Regions from separate parts of the Anas platyrhynchos genome. Here region 2 is linked to region 1. The links are chromatin contacts, called in public Hi-C maps. All regions are on one chromosome and are shown on one strand. Each heading gives the region's core, a stretch centred on a gene start, on an enhancer-like site or on the middle of the called end of the contact. The rest is flanking DNA. Distances are from core to core; before and after follow the strand shown.

What was found. A called contact is a pair of places that touch in the nucleus more often than the background predicts.
Region 2: a contact with region 1 is called in a Hi-C map of small yellow follicle, with 2.4 times the contacts expected there. The contact joins the promoter of AHDC1 here to the enhancer-like site in region 1. A contact is called at or near these places in 2 of 8 Hi-C or Micro-C datasets (small yellow follicle and subcutaneous adipose tissue).

Annotation. Positions count from the first base shown.
Region 1 is chr24:4,035,736-4,041,266 of IASCAAS_PekinDuck_T2T, forward strand. WDTC1 (WD and tetratricopeptide repeats 1) reads left to right here. Exons shown (of 18, transcript XM_013101581.5): 11 at 775-890; 12 at 1,933-2,008; 13 at 3,813-3,909; 14 at 5,101-5,274. Among named protein-coding and RNA genes, the nearest start is that of TMEM222, 15 kb to the right of the region's middle. Within about 2 kb of position 2,661, at least 4 of the 8 cell types and tissues checked have an H3K27ac peak or open chromatin away from gene starts, as enhancers often do. A contact at or near this core is called in small yellow follicle, where this site is marked.
Region 2 is chr24:4,187,271-4,192,801 of IASCAAS_PekinDuck_T2T, forward strand. AHDC1 (AT-hook DNA binding motif containing 1) reads right to left here and starts at 3,476. Exons shown (of 7, transcript XM_038167196.2): 1 at 3,239-3,476; 2 at 2,537-2,657. It overlaps LOC119713588 (a long non-coding RNA gene), which reads left to right and starts at 3,679. Exons shown (of 2, transcript XR_005260782.2): 1 at 3,679-4,790; 2 at 4,862-5,114.

The DNA.
Region 1 (5,531 bases), core at 1,411-3,910:
CTAGACATTCTTCTGGAACAGGTCCCAGCAAGGATGCTGTTTAAAAATCTTCTTGGCACAGAAGGGAAATGGCTTGTCTTCATCCTGCACATGAAGAGTCAGCAATGCAGTGTCTGGGCAATCTAGACGTCATTCTACTCCAGTGCTCATTTACTGTTTTTTTCCCAAAACTTTTTTTTTTTTTTTTTTAAAGTATCTTAAACCAGCATGTTCAACAGACCAGTTTTGACAGTCTTGCTTCTGATGAGTCCCATTGGAGGATTTCTTAGGTCCCCTGAATTGGTCATGCAACACATCTGCTGTCTGAAGCAAAAGAACCCTTGTGTGAGCTGAATATTTAGGAGCCATGGTTTGATTGTGCTAAGAGCTTTATTAAGGAAACGTGATTAGAGAGTTGAGAAAGGAGCTATTTGTTTGCAGTTGGCCACAAATCACGGAGGCTAAATCCTTAGTGAATCCATAAAACTGTGATTTGCTGGGTTCTGCAGCCTGCAGTTGTTAGCAAGATAGTCGTAATCTGGTCTTGTCTGCATATGGAAATGGCCTTGCAAAAATAGCATCTAGAACTTGTGAAAAGGCAGCTCCATACATCTAAGTGTTTTGGTAGCTGGTGGAAGTATTCAACAGACAGCAGTAGGAAATGGAAAATTGCTTTGGTGCATGTGCTTCATGCCCTCGCTGTCCTAACAACCTCTTGTAAAAGGGAAGAGCTGATGTAGGACAAAGACAACAGTTCCTATTACACTAATATTTATGGACCTCTTCCCCCCACAGGACACCTTCCAGTGAAGCTTCCAGACTACAACAACCGGCTGAGAGTCCTGGTGGCCACGTATGTCACCTTCAGTCCTGATGGCACTGAGCTCTTGGTCAACATGGGAGGGGAGCAGGTAAGAAGACAAAGTTTGGTAGAAAGTTTAACATTTTGGCTGTGTTTGTTGGGCCACCATAGGTTGTCTTCAAAACGGATGTAGTGACTCCTCTGTGGGATAACACTGTTGGCTTTTAAACCGTTCTCTGATGCATTTGGACTGAACCCCTGGTACTAGGGATTTATTTGTTATGCTATCAGTGATTAAATTTATGTGATATTTTGATCTGGTTTTGCAATTCACTTTTCCTTCTCTTGAAAGAGAAAGAAAAGTTCTGGTACTGACCTTTCTTGATGCAGAAAAAAAAAATCTTAACTCATTCCCGAAACATCAAACTGCTTCTGTAATACAATCTAGTACGTAAGGAACTTAGAGAAGCAAAGGACTTCACCTGCGATATTGATTGCTTTAATTTTAAGCACTGGGTGATATTTGTGGCTCTTTTGTAAAGCTTATCAGTGAAATGAGAAAATCCTCCTGACAGTATTAATCAGCGTGGATTAAGTAGGAACTTCCCTTGTGAGCAGGTTACTCTGGTTGTCCTCTAGAGATCTTTCTCACACTCGGACTTCTCTTTAAGAGGAGGTACTGAATTACACGAATGGATAAGGGCTGTCAATTCCTATACTGGTACAAGTTTAAATTAGGGTTTCACAGGGCTGTGTTTGAAGTTTCTCTTGAAATCTTTGCTTCAGCTTAGAGACACCTTGGTTTAGTGTACTGCTTTTCTACCGCTAAGCTTTCAATTTGTTTATGATCACTGTATTAATTAAATGGCTAAAATATCTTCTTGGAGTCAGAGCTTTTTGAACAGGTTGGTTTGTACCTCTTGAGTAAAACGAGGCTCCTGTTTCTCAGTGCTGTTCTCTGAATCCAGTGCTGGCATGCAACAAGACACTGGTACTGCTGTTATTCAGTGCGAACATGTCTATAAACAAGGTTAAAAACTGGAAATAGTAAAACAAGCATGGAAACATCTAGCCTTGTTTTATTTCTGTCCCTTAAGCCTCTATGTATCACTGACGGTTTTTTTTTTTGTCTTTCTTTCTTCATCTCTCAGGTCTATTTGTTTGATCTAACTTACAAGCAGCGGCCATACACTTTCCTCCTCCCAAAGAAATGCCACACGTCAGGGGGTAAGTGTGATGCTGTCATGGAAGTGAGTGCAAGGCAGAGGGAAATCATGTACAATGCAACTCTTTCTAGGGCGCAGCCCCATCTGGGCAGGAATGAGGGAAAGGAATTATGACATGGCTGTTGCTGGGCAATTTCTGCAGTGCAGTTCATACCCTGAGCTCTAAAACCCTTATGCATAGCGACAAAATGTGTCTTGAGGGAAGAAATGAGCTGTCGAGGGGTGTGTGCGTGTGTCAACTTAGGTATAGCTTTAAGCATTCTCCTCCAGATAAAGTAGACTTTGTAGAGTGATTGAGGTCCTACCACCCTGCCTTTAACTAAGGAGGAAATACTTTGTATGTGGACAAACATGGCAATGGTGTGCTGCTTTTACGTTTATAAACTTACAAACTGTGCAGCTGTTACCCCTTTAAACGCCCATTAGAAGGAGACAGAACAATCTCTTCCCCGGTCTGAGAGTCTGGCCTGGCACTAATCTCCTTCCTGGTGGTGAGATAGTTGATTCAAAAACTCATTTACTCGACAAGTAAGTGAATCCAAGAGCTTTTTTATTCCTGGCCCTGTTTCTTACAGGGCCTGTTCGTACGCAGATACTGCAGGCAGCGTGCAGTGAACATCCAGCTCGCTGTCCCCGGGCAGAGGCTGGCTCTTTCTTATCAGGGAGTGTTCCCTGCTCAGCCCTGTGCTCGGAGCACTCTGGCAGAGTTCAACCTGTGTACTCAGCATGCCTTGGGCCTTAATCTAACACTCACATCCTGGTAGCGAGTAGATGCCCTGCCTGCCGTTCTCTTCTGCCTTGGCTGCATGTGGGTGATCTGTGCTGTGGTATCTGGTGAGGTCATGCTTTAAATGGCAGAGCAGGGTTTGAACAGGTTCACCATGGTGCAGTTTCAGCAAACGCTCCGCCCTTCTGGGTACAGAAAGTTCAGGCAAGGGCTGTGAAAAAAGCAGCATCTGTACAAAGGCTGAACTTCGTGTGCATGCATGTCTCTGTGCACTGAAAGCTCCGAGCTGTTCAGTAGAGTGCTTGGAAAGAGTCCCCAGTTTCCCAGCCTCTGAAATGGCTGCGGGAGTATTCCCAGCTACAACATAAATGCAGTTTATAAAACTTGAATTTGAATATTTTTCTATAAGAATGGCAAGTGATCTGGCTTCACGACCTTCAGAGGATTGCTTCAGCTTGTAACTGCTCCTTGAGCAATAGGGTAAGAAAAGAAAAGAAAAAGAAAGGAAAAAAGCATCTGGAATTCCCTTACTAGATATCTCCAGTGGTTCCACTCATCTTCCTTGTTCTATAAAATGTTAAACAACTTGGGCCTGTGTTTTTTTTTTCTCAGTGCATCTGAAAACTGCAAAGGCATTTAGAAAGAAGTTGCTATGTTTAAGGTTTAGATTGGATATTAGGAAGAATTTCTTCATGGAGAGATTGGTAAAGCATTGGAGCGGGCTGCCGGGGAAGTGGTGGCTTCCCTATCCCTGGAGGCATTTATTTAAGAGACCTGGGGACATGGCACTAAGGGATGTGGTTTAGTGATGGGACGTGATGTCAGGTCAATGTCAGGACAGTTGGGCCTGATGATTTTGAAGGTCTTTCTAACCTAAAGGATTCTCTGAAGGCAAATCAAGTTGAGGTGGCTGGAAGATGGGAGCGTGTGGCATTGTGGAATTCTGCTTCATTGTGCTCTGAATGGGGCTGTGGCATTGGCTTTGTTATGCTGTAAAATGTAACCCTGATATTTCAGGGATTAGTTTGTGTAATCTACACTGAGCCATTGCATGATTATATTTTTTTCTAACCTTCAGAAGTGCAGAATGGAAAAACCTCTACCAATGGAGTGTCCAACGGCATCCATCTGCACAGCAATGGCTTCCGCTTGTCAGAAGGAAGAGCACACGTGAGGTAAGGTGATAGATCTGCCTCAGTGAGGGGCCAATGGCTTTGTTCAGGCCCTCTTCCTCTCCTCAGGGTTAGGTGCTGCTAAACGAGGTGTGGAGTGCAAACCCACTTGGCATGTTGATTTGATTGTTGAGTGGTCTCTGTCCTAGGGGTTGTATTTGTTTCTGGTGTGTGGGCTATGAGCCTGAGTCGAATCAGGCAACAGCATCTTAGGAGAAGCATATTCCATTAGGATTTTTCCCCTCTTACAATGATTTACTGCAGACAAAACTAAGAAATGACTTTTCAGTCCTGGAAGCGAAGTGTTCTTAGTTGTCCTGCATGGTTTTTACTTCCTGACCTTGCTGGGGCTGTGATCTGACAGATGGGAGTGGCTGTCGGGTTGAAAGAGCCTTTCTTCCCTTGGCCGTTTTTTAGGCACCTGCCTGCTGCAAGCTGAACTGAAGCTGCCAAAATTGCTTTACAACGATGACACTGCTGTCATTACCCTTGCATATGAGCTGGGGGTTGATGGAGAGCCCTCTTTTACTGTCCCTGCTGCCTTTTTTCCTTACGAACAAAGAGCAGTTGGGGTGAAGCAGAAGCAGACTTCTAGCACATCTTGCAGACTGGTTTTCCTCCAGCTGATGAGATGTGGTTAAAAGTCAAGACACAGTTGCTTAATACCATATAAGGGTAGTCTAGGTTCCTCCAGCCACTGCTGAATGCTTTCAGCTCGTTTCCTCTAGATGGCCCCTCCACCACAGCACCGGAGATGCTCATTTTGGTTTGCTGAGCATGGGCCTTGTGTGCAGCCCTGTGAACTTAGACACTTGGTTTCCTTCTGAATTTGCAACCCATTAGATGCTGCTAAAGGAAGTCTGGATTTTTTTTTATGCAGTCAAAGCACAGATATATTGGTGAAGTCTGAGGAACGAGACTTTAAAAAAAACACTGTTGAATTTTGAGTGCATCTATATATAAAGAAAAGATGGAAACAATCAAATGATGGTCAAAAAGAAACTCCCTCTTCCTAAATTCAGGTTACTCGGGTTCAGGACCTTTGAAACTTCTGGTATTAGCTAATACTTGCTGGGACCTGTTAAGTTAGAACAAAACGCTGCAGGTATTTAACTGGGTTAACAGTTAACTTTAACAATGGGAGTGTTAGCAAGTGAGACATTTAGCTGTGCTTCTTTCCTTCTTTCCCTGCAGTCCCCAGGTAGAGTTGCCTCCGTATCTGGAGAGAATCAAGCAGCAAGCCAACGAGGCTTTTGCTTGCCAGCTGTGGACTCAAGCCATCCAGCTGTACAGCAAAGCAGTACAGAAAGCCCCCAACAATGCCATGCTTTATGGAAACAGAGCTGCTGCCTACATGAAGCGCAAGTGGTAAGTAAGCAGAGCTCTGGGGCACCCCTGGCACAGAACAAGGGGTGCACAGCAGCATGTGTTGGAGAACTCGTGGCCACAGCCGTTGTGCAGGCAAGCACACCTGGTAGCAGCTTTGTGGGTTTGCCCACTGGTATGCTGAGTCATGTTCTGTTCCTTTCCTGTTTAAAAGGAAACCAGAAATCCACTTGTGAGTAACGACATTGTGAGCATCTCCAAAGGTGTTTGTGTGTCTCTGGATTGTTCTGATCTGCGTT
Region 2 (5,531 bases), core at 2,226-4,725, 150 kb after region 1:
CACCCCGGCCATTTGGGGGGGGCTTTGCAGAGCATCCCCCGGAGCCCCGAGCCCACCCCGGCACCGGCAGCCCCCGAGGACCATGAGCGAACCGCACGGCGCATCCCAACCCCGAAATTCGCCACGCTGGGGAGGGGACGGGGGGGTCTCAACGCAAACCAGGGGTCACCCCGCATCCGGGCGGCCCCTCCACAGCCCGGCATCAGGCAGCCGGCCCCGCGGGGGGGCCCGCTCTGTCGCCAAGTGACCCCCCCCGGCCCCGGCCCTCCTGCTCCCCCCAAAACGCTCCCGTGGCGAGCCCGGAAGTAGGAAGCAGCCCTCCCCAGCGCTGCCCTGTTTACCAAGAGCTGGTTCCAAGCACTCGGGAGAATAGCAGGAGCATTTCAAGGCCCTGTTTCCACTCGGCTGACACACACTATTTATAGAAGCCCACAATTCTCCCAGAGCTTTCCTCGGGATCTCAGCAGAAATAGCCTGCCCCGGGTCTCTGCTGCCTCCTCTAAGGAGGCCAGGGCAGCGCTGCCCCCCCCCCAGGCTCCCTATAACCTTCCACGGGTTTCCATCGCTTCTCCCCCGCCGGCCGCCCGCTCCCCGCGCGTCCTTGGCTCCCCCGGCCCCACCGCGGTGCCAACCCCTCGCCTCTCCCCCCCGGCCACCTCCGGCTCCTCCCGGCACGGTGCCGGCGGTTTCGGTGGCGGAGGGAAGGAGCCGGGCTCCAGTTGGGTCCGGGGAGCTGCTGGTGGCGGCGCTGGGGGGCAAATTGTGGGGCTGGGGGGGGGACAGGGACGCGAGAGCGGCCGGGCGAACGCCACCTCCTCGCGCCGAACTGCATTGGAGCGCGGCGGAGCCACGGGGGACTCGCACCAGGGATGGAGTTGGCCTATTCAGGTTACAGAGACATGGCAGAGCGGAATTTGGCGCCGCGCCATCCCTTCTCCAGCCCCCCCCAACCCCCCCCCCCTCCCCGCTTTCCCTCCCTGCCTCCCTCCTTCCTCCCCTCCCCACCACCACCGCCACCACCACCACCACCACCACCACCCTCCTCTGCAAATTCCTCAGACCAGCAGGAGAGCCAGTGTGTAAGGGGACACCTGGGGGTGGCGGTGGTGGTGGTGAGGTGGGGAGGGGGGGTTGGTTTGGAAAGCCTGGGGGCCGCGGGGGGCCCCCAGCTTCATCCGCCTGCCCCCCGAAAAAGCCCCCCGCTCAGGCTTCCCGGCTGCAAAGCGTCGGGGCAGGATGCGTGCCCGCGCCCTCGGGGCTCGCTTCTGCTCTCTGTCACGCCAGGATAAATCTGGAGTGAGTCCCCGGCGCGCCGGGGCTCGCAGCGAGCACACAATGAGCTCAGACCGCGGCTTTTTGGTCGCTGCTCTCGCAGCAGCCGGCCAAGTGGCTTCGTGCACAAGGCCACCTGGTCGCGGCCGGGGCCAGTTCCTCCCACGGCAAGTAAACAAGCAGGGACCCGGCTGCCTCCACCTGCCCCCGGGCCTCCCTCCCCGGGGCTTTTCGAGGCCGCCGGCGGAGAGACCCCCGCGGGGTGGCCGCAGCCACCCCCCCTTTTGGGGTCCCCGCGGTCCCCGGTGCCCCGCGCGCGTGCCAAAGAAGCGCAAAGGGGGGCTCGGAAACGGGGTGCCAGGGGGGGTGGGTGGAAGGATCCGATAGGCAACCACGTTTTGGGGTATTGGGGGGGGGGACAGAAGCCACAGGCACCCGCCGAGCCCTGCGCAAGGGGAATGCACCGCGGAGAGCACGAGTTGGGGCCAGCACCCCCTCCCCGGTGCCCCCCGCCGCCGGCTCCCCGCGCACCCAGCCGGGTTGCGGGGGGGGGCAGGCTCTGCCCTGGGGGTCAGGGGGTTGGTAAAGGGGGGGGGAGCTCCTGACGCCCCCCAGGGCTGCGAGGATAACCCCAAATTTTGTTGACATGTTCCGTTCCGCCTTCTAGCGGACGGAGCCGGCTCTGACAGCTGTCACTCAGCGCTCGCAGCCCGGGGGGAGCCGGGGGGGGGGGCCGGCCGGGGGAGGCGGCTGAACTCGTGCAAATGGGGCACGGCGGGGGATTTTTTTTCTTGGGGGGGGGAGGGAGGGGAGGAGGGGGCGATCGCCAGGACGCCCCCCCCAGCCCCGTCTCCCCCCTCTCCCCCTCCCTCCTCCCCTCGCCCCCCCTCTCCCCTCCCCAAGTGCCATTAAACTCCTGCAATTTGGCACCAACTCGCCGCGCGCAACTTCGGCGGAGGGGACAGCGGGGGGGGGGCACACACACACACACACACACACACACACACACACACACGGCGGGGAGGGGGGGGGGGGCCGCGCCTCCCTCCCCCTCCACCCTCTCTCTCTACCAACACGCTGGGTGCCCCCCAACAACACCCCCGATCCCTTTCTCCCTCCCTTTCTCCCCCCTTTACCCCTCCGCCTCCCCACCCACGACCCCCCCACCTCCAGCCACGACCCCCCCCCCGGGGTCCCAGCCCCACACAAAGGCAACGGGGGTGGGGAAGAGGAGGAAGGGGGACGGGGACACCCCGGTACTCACCCGCCGGCTGCTGCGCTCCGAGCCCCCCGGAGCCCGCCCGCTTGGGGAGGCTCCTGCCGTCCGCCGGGGCTGCGTCCTGGCCGCCCGCGGGAGTCCCGGAGCCCTCGGCACCGCTCGCCACCTTCAACGAGAGCATTTCCAGCGCCTCCTGCTCACATTCTCCCCAGGCAACTCCGCTCCTGCCAGCCCGCCCCCTCCTCCGTCCCCTGCCTGCTCTTTTCCTCTCGCCTTTCCTCCTTTCCCCTCTTCCCCCCCAGCCCCCCCACCCCTATTTGATTTTTTTTTTTTTTTCGCCCTGTTTTTTTCCTCTCTCCCCCTCTGCCGCTCGGCTATTTTTTTTTTATCCTCCTCTTATTTTTTTCCTCCTCTTTTTTTTTTTTTTTCCTCCGCTTTTTTTTTTTCCCTCCTCTCTCTCCCTCTCTCTCTCTCTCTTTTTTTTTTTTTCAAATTTTTTCTCTCTCCCCCCCCCCCCCCCCCCCCTTCGCCTCGCACACACACAAAAGGCAGCGGAGCGGGAGGCGGAGGGGAACCGACCTCCCCTCTGCGCCTCCGCCGCTCAGCCGCCTGCGGAAAGCAAAGAAAGACACAGCGCAGCAGAGCCCTGGCTTGCTGCTGCCTCCCCCCTTCCTCCTCCTCCTCCTCCTCCTCCTCCTCCTCCTCCTCCACCTCCTCCTCCTCCTCCTCCTCCTCCCTCGCTCTTGCCTTCTGCCGCTCCCGGCTTTGTGGGGGCTGGGAAAGGGGGGAGCGGAGCCGGCGGCGCGGCGCGCCCTGCCCTCTCCGTGCGCGGCGGGGACCGCGGCTCCGCTTCGCTCCGCTGTCAGCGGCACGGCCAGCATCCGGCACCCCGGGGAGCCGTGCAGCACCGCCGGGGCATGCCGGGCCTTGTAGTCCTTCCTTCTCTCCCCCCCCCGCCTTCTCGTTTCTCTTCCCTCCTTCCTTTTTTCCCCCCCCCCCGCCCCTTCTCCTCTCCCCGCTTTTCTCCTCCCCGTCGGCGCGAAGCGGGGAGGGGCGCGCAAGGGGCGCGCATCTCCGCGCTCTGCTTGGGGAGGGGGGATTCAATTTTTTTTTTTTTTTTTTTTTTTGGGGGGGGAGGCATCCACCCGGAGGGTGTTTTGCCCCCCCCCCCCTCCCCAACCCCCCGGGATGCCCACCCCCCCACACAAGTGGGATGCACGGGGCATTGCTGCCCTCTCCCGGGTTGCACCCGCACTGCGCTCCCCGGTAGGATGCGGGGTTTGGGGGGCACGCAGGCAGCCCGCAGACCCCCCCCCCTCCCCGCCCCAATCCTCGGTCCGAATTTCCCCCGTGGCACACCCCCTTGAAGCCACCTAATTAGCCTTTTTTTTTTTTTTTTTTTTTTTTCCACTTAATTATTATTATTTTTTAAGTTAGCCGTGGCTAGGGCCTGGCAGCGCTGGAAACTTCCCCTCTGTTTGCTAACACCCCGCTCCCCCACCCCCAGGGCACGGTGCTGTGCAGGGGTCCCCCCTTGGCTATGTCCCCCTTGGCACAGAGGGGACCCCGGGGGGGCGCAGGTGGTGACCAAAACCACCCAGGACGGTGGTGGCAGGGCGGGGAGATGTCCCCCAGCTGCCATCGTGCCCCGTGACCTCCCTCCTCGTGGCTCCTCGAGCATCCTCAGCGCCTTCCCTCCAAGGCTGCGCCGATGTTAATGCTCCCAGATACAATATAATTAACGCGGATAATGCCGCTGATGTTTGTTGTGACACCGTGGTTTTGTGAGTGACGAGTGAAGGGTTAACTCCAGGGAATTGGGAATATTGCTCGGCTGCTAATAACACGTGAGTCATCGATGAAATAACACATGGGTGCAGGGAGACACGCAGCACCTGGCTTCACAGCAGCCCTCTGCCTCACCGCCGTGCTGCACGTTGGGTTTTCATCTGTGGTCGGGGATCAACAGGCGGCAGGGAGGGAATCGGCGCTCAGGAGACGTGCCGGGCTCCCCAGCTCCGCCGCCAGACTGGGACAAACTGGTTGAACTGGGGTCGGATGGAGAGCTGCCTTCCAGCATGGACGCATCGCCGCGCTTCGTATCCGAAATGCCAGCAGCTGCATCCCTGGGCTCTGCTCACCCCAGCAGGCTCGGATTTGGGAACGGGGTGAGGACGGGGACCCATCTGCATCGCTCCCAGCTCCTGCAAACCCTGCGGAGAGGAGGCCCGGCGCTCCAGCCCGGTCAGCAGAGGAATCTGCACACGCAGACAGGATCGCTGCAATTGCTGGTGGCTGAGTGAGCAACTTTGCAGCCTTCCTCGTCCCCTCGCCCTGAATGTCAGCTTTGAATTTTCTTGCTATTTTTAGGGATGGTTCAAACCTGAGGAGGATCCCTCCCCGCTCGCCTCGCGGGGCTCTGCACCGTATGAATATTGCAGGGGCCGTGCCTTGATGTTACCTGCCCCGGGTGCCGTGGGACAGCAGGACAGGGGGGATGCCTCGCGTGCGCGGGGAGAGAAGGAGGTCGTGCAGAAAACATTACGCTGCAAGCAGAATGGGTTGGAATGTAAAAGATTTATTAATTTAATCCGAAGCATTAAAAGGTCATGTATTAATCAAAGAGATGCTTAAAACTGTCAAAGTCCTTTGTCAGGTTTGAAGTGCATCTCTATAGTTATCATAAAATATATATACCCGCCTGGCACCGAGCCCTCGCCAGGGCTGGGAGCGGGCGAGGAGGAGCAAAGCGAGGCTCTTCGCAGCGGGGTCCCTGCAGAGGGGCACCCACCGGGGCTCTGCCGGGCTCCCATGGGTGCCCAGCACCCCCCCATCGAGCTGGGTGACCCTGCTTGTCCCCAGGAGTGGGTTTGTCCCCCCCTTGAGTCCCGCTGGTGGTCCCTGGAGGTCCCCAGCTGGCCTCAGGGCTGCTTTGGGGCAGGACGCTCGTGGGGACAGATTTTGGGGAGGGGTCCCCCTCACCCCGAGCCCCCAAAGCTGACGGTGGGCGGCGGTGCCAGGGGGCGTCAGGGCGGGGGCG